Linked DNA regions of Mus musculus: region 2 is linked to region 1. The links are chromatin contacts, called in public Hi-C maps. All regions are on one chromosome and are shown on one strand. Each heading gives the region's core, a stretch centred on a gene start, on an enhancer-like site or on the middle of the called end of the contact. The rest is flanking DNA. Distances are from core to core; before and after follow the strand shown. Region 1 holds the start of Sin3a (transcriptional regulator, SIN3A (yeast)). Region 2 holds the start of Anp32a (acidic (leucine-rich) nuclear phosphoprotein 32 family, member A).

What was found. Hi-C and Micro-C count contacts between places; a contact is called where the count stands out from the background.
Region 2: a contact with region 1 is called in a Hi-C map of CD8 T cells, with 7 times the contacts expected there. The contact joins the promoter of Anp32a here to the promoter of Sin3a in region 1. A contact is called at or near these places in 2 of 484 Hi-C or Micro-C datasets (B cells and CD8 T cells).

The regions. Positions count from the first base shown.
Region 1 is chr9:57,074,167-57,077,731 of GRCm38.p6, reverse strand. It overlaps Sin3a (transcriptional regulator, SIN3A (yeast)), which reads right to left and starts at 1,356. Exons shown (of 22, transcript NM_011378.2): 1 at 1,102-1,356. It overlaps 2700012I20Rik (RIKEN cDNA 2700012I20 gene), which reads left to right and starts at 1,683. Exons shown (of 2, transcript NR_152107.1): 1 at 1,683-1,774; 2 at 1,889-2,529.
Region 2 is chr9:62,339,785-62,343,478 of GRCm38.p6, reverse strand. Anp32a (acidic (leucine-rich) nuclear phosphoprotein 32 family, member A) reads right to left here and starts at 2,136. Exons shown (of 7, transcript NM_009672.3): 1 at 1,925-2,136. The coding sequence starts at 1,978. It overlaps Gm20346 (predicted gene, 20346), which reads left to right. Exons shown (of 2, transcript NM_001378702.1): 2 at 1,491-1,977. The coding sequence ends at 1,555.

The sequences.
Region 1 (3,565 bases), core at 107-2,606:
AACTCACTCCATCACTTACAATCATAAATTCAATACTTTCTCTAGAAATAAAATCTCAGATTTGTTAGGAGCTCAAATGGTAAACTGAGTTTAAAGTCCTAAGCTACCAAAAATGGTAGCAATTTTTAGGTATCAACCCGTAAAGGCGCAGTAGCTGAACATCAAGGGAACTCCAGGGAAGGTTGGCGCCCTCCACAATTCCAGTCCCTGATCACTCTGCCCCTCCCCCACCGGCCACTGTCGGGGAAGCAAGGGCACAGCACCAGCCGCACCCCACCGCAGACACTCCAGAGAGGACGCTGAGTATCTCGTCCCAATAATTACAACGAAGAGGAGCAGCTGACCACGCTTCTACTCTCCCTAGCTGTTAAGGCGCCATCCATGGTGTGTGAAGCAAAGTAGAAGACTACAGCTACGGGCCACGATGCCCCAAGCAGAATGGATGAAGAAGCCACAGCATAAAGTCCGGACACCTCCACCGTTCCCAGTCTACAAGGGGCCCTCCCACCCACGGGGATGCTGGGAGGAGCAGACACGGAGCCCTGACCCCCTGCCAGACGCCACAGCGGGCTTTCCCCAGCTCCTCTTCACTGCTAAGGAGGCGGAAATCCCGGAGGGGGCGGGGCGGGAGGGGCGTGGCATCACAGCCCCGGACGCGCCTTCCGGCCAACCGGATCCCGCTAAGGCGGGGGAACACAGGCTTCACGCCCCCTCGCCACCGCGCCCTGAAAGCCACACGCCGGGACCCTCTTCCCGTCCCGCACGCCCCGCGGACCCAAAGCAGTTCAGCCAGTGGTCCCGCCCATAAGGGAGAAGGGGCGGGGTCACAGCCGCGGGCCTTTAGCGCGAGCCCGTCCCGCCCCTTTCTCCACCACCGCACGCGCGCCGGCCCCGCCTCTGATCGGCGGGACTAGGACCCGCCCCTCCGTGCGCACCGGGACTACGCTCTCCTCCCCCTCCCGCACTGAGTGCGGCTCCGCTCCGCCCCCCACAGCCACGCACGGGAAGCCGAGGTCAGCCCCCCCGAAAAACACACGCCCTCCAGTCCCGGGTTACCCGCCACCCAGCTGCTGGGCGGACCGCGGTGCGGCGTGCTCTCACCGCAAAAGCTCCAGCCACTCAGCCTGTGCGTCGCTCCCGGCGTGAGCCTCGCACCCAGCACGGAGGCCCCGGAACGGCGCGGGCACAGGCCCGCAAGAGCGGACTGGCAACCTCCTTTGCGCCCACGAAGCGGTCACAGGCCTGGGTGCCCAGACTGGGAAGGAGGGAGGGAGGGAGGGAAACTCTAAGGGGGGAAGGGGAGGGGGGAAGATGGAGAAACCGTCTCTGCCGCCTCTACCGCCGCGGCCGCTTCTCTGTTACCCGGGAAATCCCGCCCACTCTCCCGGCCCGCCCCGCCGAGGGAAGGCTTAACCTCGCTCCGCCACGGGATATATTACCCATCCGTCAATGGTTTAGCCAATCACTATGCCGCAAAGACCTACTCCCGCCCTCTTCCCTCGCTGGGAGGGGAGAGCGAGCCGCTCACCTTCTCCACGCCCCTATTGGCGGGGAGAGTCCCTAACTCAACCCCGCCTATTGGAGACTGATTGCCGAATCCCTCCTCCGGGCTCTAATACTATTGGAGGAAGAGGAGTACCTCTTCACATCTCATTGGAGAGTCTCACATATCCCTCCCCATACCGCCCCAGCCACAGGCCTAACAAATCGGCTCCCGCCTCCGCCGGTCCCTGCATTGGAAGACTACCTTTGCTTCTCTCATAGCCCCAGGAAGGTAAGTAACCAATGTGGGGTAAAAATGTCCTTAAGTGAGGCCGACTCCACCCACTACACGGCTGGGCCAGGCCCCGCCCCCAATGATCTGATTGGACTATCTTGGCGCCGGTAGGAGCCGCCATTGGACACGGCGCCGGTCCAGGAAGGAGACCATTCCGCCCTGCGCGAGGATGCTGAACCTTAGCAGTCCTTTTGTGGAATGTTTACACTGGAGACTGAACCTCAGCGTTCCAAGGCCGGGATCGGAGATGGCGGGGAGCTCAGCGGCCGAAACCCGAGGCTTTGAGATTTGAAAAGGAAAAGGCAGTAGTATTACCCGCCGTGGAGAATTAACCAAAACAATGACAGAAAGCCTTGTCCTTCCTACCCACTTATTTTTACACTTTCACGGTCTTCTAAACACAGCCATCTGGAGCACTCAGCAGCTACTTTCAGCAAGCCGACTCCAAAATTAAGGTCTGGAGCTCTAATCTGATCCAAAAGCCCAGATATTACTAGCTGGTCACTAGGGCTGACTGAATACTGTGACACTGGGACAACCAGAATCTGCAGCCCTCAGGGGGCGGAGATAACCCAGCGGAGGCCTTTAAATGTCACCGCCTGGGCAAGCCTCCGGAAGGCGGAGCATGAAGGGAAAATGTATACTCTATTGGTCGGGTAGATCCAGGGACATTTTAAACTGGAGGAAGAGAGGCTGAAAACCTCACACAGACCACTGCATAAATAAACCTTGAGTGTGCACTTACGTTCACAGAAGGAGTAAAAATTCCAGATTGTGTGAAGGATATGGTCTTAAGAATGACTGTTCAAGGGGAAGGGCTGTAATCGCAACCATTCGCGAAAGGGCAGGAATAGTCTGAATTTAGGAACCCTAAGGCCAGCCCTTCAAAAAAAAGGGGGGTGGGCATTCCTCCTTAGCAGAGTGAGTTAATGGCGGTCTCTAAGCCTTCTGGGTAAGTAACAATGCCTGAACACAAAAAGTGCTTTGAAATACCTAGTTCTTGGGCTGGTGAGATGGCTCAGCGGCTAAGAACGCCGTCTGCTCTTCCAAAGGTCCTGAGTTCAAATCCCAGCAACCACATGGTGGCTCACAACCATCCGTAATGGAATCTGATGCTCTCTTCTGGAGTGTCTGAAGACAACTACAGTGTACTTACATATAATACATTAATTAATTAATAATAATAATAATAATAAAGACCTAGTTCTTTTATTTATTCACTAGTAAGGCGTGGGCCCGATGCCGACCTTGCTTTGGGGAGGCTTTCGCTGTGCCATGAGAGGTTAGGTGGGATTAGTCTTACCGCATTCTAGAGCAAAAGGGGGAGAGGGAACCTCCCTAGAGTCGAGTGTCCCCAGGAGATACGACACCGGGGAACCGTTTCGTAAATCCAATACTGTCCTCCTGTAAATCCTGCGGAGACTGCCATAAACAAGTGTTGGCAACAGGTGGGTCTAACTCCTAGGATGGCTTCACGGCGTGAGGCCATAGTAAAGAGTTGTGAACTCCAAGAGTGGCCGACAGGTGGGAGCAGCCACACCGGTAGCCAAGCCAAGCCCTGTTCCAGGACAGTGCTCTAAAATAAGAAAAACTAGCCAAACCGTTCCAGGCTGAAGTAGCACTCCAAAACTGACAGATGCCTATCCTTAACTGAACTGCCTTACCCACCAGGCTGGGTACCTACCATACAATGTACAGCACTCCCACCACGGTATCAACAAACACCCCCGAATCCTTGCTAGAAATGAGCCTCACGGACTTCCCTTGACTGCAGCGACCGAGGTATCG
Region 2 (3,694 bases), core at 887-3,386, 5.3 Mb before region 1:
GGGAAAGTACGCGGGAAGTCGCGTTCGGCCCCCTCCCCCCAGCACCACACCCAGTCCCTTCCACCCCCCGGGATCGGGCACCCTGGCTGGGTCGGGACGCCACCGGGCGAACCAGGCAGCCCCCGCGGCAAGTCCTGGTGCTAGGGGTGCCCCCTCCTTCCGCCCTGCGCGCCATAAGGCTGTAGCACGTCTCCAGTGCACAGCTGCGTGAGGATGGGCGGTCGGCAGAAAGGAGCTTGTTTTCAAAAGTCTTACTCAGGTTTAGAAGGAGGAATTAGGAGAAAAGAGGAAATGAGGCCTGCCTTTGTCAGGATTCGAGGGGTCAAGTGGCTGGAGGGGCGACAGGTCAGCACAACGTGCTACGCGAGCCCCCAACTCGCCCGAGCCCCAGACCCTCAGGCTAGACCCGAGATCTTTCCCGCCCGCGAGCTCCTGCTCCCTACTACCGAGCCTAGAGGGGAAGTTGGCTAGGGTTTCCACCGCAGACCCTAAGGTCTCTCGAATGGGTCAACTCGCAGACAACACGAGTGCGTGAAAGCGAGAGGGAGACAAAAATAAACAGTAGCTTTCGAGTCACCCACCAACCCTCACTTCCCCTTGCAGTGGGCTCGCGCCCAGCCTCCCTGTTCCCACCGGTGTAAGTTTCCTCCTGCCATACTCCCGCCGCTGCCCAATCCATAACGGCTACGGCCAGACGAACTGCCCATCCCAGAGCTGCGTGCCTGCCGTGCCCGCAAGAATGTAGACTGGGTCGGTCCCCACAGCGGCACTAGCTCTGGGCAGCTCGGGTTCTGATAAAGTTTCTCGTGCCCATTTATTAACCAAGCGCCGAATGGCTGCCAGGGAGCCCACCCCAGGAGAAGCAAGGACCGGGAAGGTGGGGTGTCTGCTGCCGATGAGGCGTCAGGGTGCCAAGGCTGGCATCTGGGGAGGGAGCCGGGGGCCAGAACGGGACGCAGCCTCCGGGCAACTTACATTAGCGACGCTCGTGGTTGGGGAGGCGCGAGGATTATCTGAGCATTTGCACACTTCACAATCCCTCCCCCTTAACCTAAGGTACCCCCCCTCCCTTTCCGCGAGGAAGAAGGGAGAAAAGACAGCATCTGGCCCAAAGGTGGGGTGGAAAGAGTGAGAGAGAAAGGAGAAGGAAGGCAGACAGAGAAAGGGAGGGAGGGAGAGAAAGGGCGCGTTCACGAACACGACAAAGTTACAAATATGGCTCCCCACCTCTCGCCTCATCCCCGCAGAGAAACGAAGACGCGCTTTAAACTCGAGCCATCTCCCAACTCCGCAGCAGTCGGGTCCCCACGCGCTCTCCCCGGGGTCCTCGGGCTACATTGATCAGAAACTATACCGGACTCGCGAAGCCCAAAACTTATTGTGTGCGAGCGAGCGAAAGAGACTGCAAAGGGAGGGGGCAGGCGCGGGAGGGGGCGGAAAGGGGGTTACGCTTCTAAAATATAACAACCCCTTTTTGTTGTTTAATCCAGGAGGCAGCCCATCTTCTCCTCCCCTCGATCATCTTTTCCATCCAGATGCAAGTCGTGGGAGCTGAGAGCTCGGACGAGGGTGAAATTGCCGCCTTCCCTCCGACCCGAACGCGTGCGCCCCGCCGGCCCCCCGCTGGGTGCACACTCGCACGCACACCCTCGCACCCATACCCGCACACGCGGGAGCACACGCACAGGTAGTCAGTCACACACCAAGGGCAGCAGCGACGGCGGACGAAACATGCTCCGGTGGCATTGCAACCCCCCCCACCCCCGCCATCCAACCTTGCAATTCATTTGCAGTCAGACCCCAAACCCCACACCTTCCCCGGAGCCCCCCTCCATAAAAAAGTGCCTTCCCCCCAAAACACACACGCACACATAACACAAAGTAGGAGAATGGACCGACAGAGATATTTTTGGCAAATGCTCACATCAGAGGGCGTCCTGTTCCGCAGCTCTAAATAAATCCGTTTGTCCATCTCCATCTCTCGCGCTCTCTCTTTCTGCAGAGGATCCTGCGCCAGCGGAATTCAATCAATAAACCCCGAACCCACGGCCGCGCGTTTTAGGACTTTGAAGGCTCAACCAGCTCCGCTCGGTTCTCGAGCCCCCAGCACCCGCGGCGCACACTAACCTGATCGCCGTAGAGGCGGGACCTGCGGCTCCTTGCGTGGAGCGGCGGCAACAAGAGCCAATCAAATGGCGAGGCTTCGGACGCCAGCCAATAGTGGTGGTGGCGGCGGGGGGCAGGGTCCAATGGGCATCCTGCGCAGCGGGCCAGGGAGGCTCAGCCATTTGGCTGTGGTGCCGGAGACGGACCCCTTTAGATACCGGGGCCGCCGAAGAGGAGCGCGGCTGCACCTTGGTGGTTGCGCGCTGGGGGCGGGAGGGAAGGCAGGGCAGGTGCGTGGACCTGAAGGTTCGTGGCCGGGGGCGGGGCCGCAGGTGCGTGGACACGGGAGGGGCGGGGTCCTTGCGGGGGCATCCTCTGGGTGCTGGGCGGGCGGACGAGGCCTGGGGCGCGCGGGCACAAGGCAGGCCCAAGGAGGGCGCGCATTTTTGGAGCGCACGAAGGACAAATCCCACCACACACACACACACCCCGGGATGCCCACTTGGCACAACCCCTCCGACCGGTCTGCTCCCATCTCCGCAATTAAATAATCAAGTCTTAAGTGCATGACGCTCCCACATCCAAAGGAGCGAGGGCGCGATCTCGACCCCAGAGGCTTGGCAATCTGATGCCCTGTCTTAAAAGAAGCAATTCCCCGAGAGTCATCGGGGGGATCTTGTATAGGGCAATTAATGAATGGAAAGGCCGCAGATGGAGAACTGTATAAAATATTAAAAAGTGGAAAAGGAAGGTGCTGGGAACTGCCGATTCTCAGAGCCGAACATAATTGACGGGCTTTATAGGATTTTTTGAGAGAGAGCGTTGCACGTTTCATTCTAATCGTTTGGTTGGATCTGCATTGCCAAAGAGTCGCTAACTGGGGGCACTTACGCCAGGTCTTACAGTTGCTTTGGGTTTTGTTTTTGTTCGACCACGTTACGTTTTTTAAGAAACCTTTACAGCCCTGGTTCCCATTGGGTTACCAGCTTCCTATGGGCAGCCCTCGGACCTCATGGTACTATGTGGATGTCCGGCTGTGAACAAATTACGGGATACATGTTTAATTTTATTCACACAACTTTATCATAGTGTCTTTTCCTATGTGTCTTCATCTACACGCTTCTGCAAACACCCCCAAAGTAATTCTTTTTTTGAGACATTAGAACTAAGTATTTTATTTAGTTAGTTCTTTTAGATCAAACAAATGGATTTGAAAGCTGATAAATGTTTATTCTAAGTAGCTGGAAGTACAAAATAAAACCATTTCGTCTGGGTAAATATGTAATTTCTTTACGTTGTTCATTTGACATTTCTTATCCTTAGATTTTTGTTAATTTTTACAAAGGCTGTATATCTGGAATGTTTCAATTGTATTGTTTCCTTTTAAAAACACAAAGAACTCCAAATTATCTCTTTGCCAATGTATCAGCTCATGTTTCTGGATAAGGTTTTTAAAGCAATAATAGTTTTTCATTACAAATATTTTAAGAAGGTGTAGTGTACAAAATCTGTTATAGCAGAAGTCTTGAAGTTCTTGTTCTTTTGGATGGTAAATGCTCGCTTGCTTCTTAAACACTGAAGTTGAGGA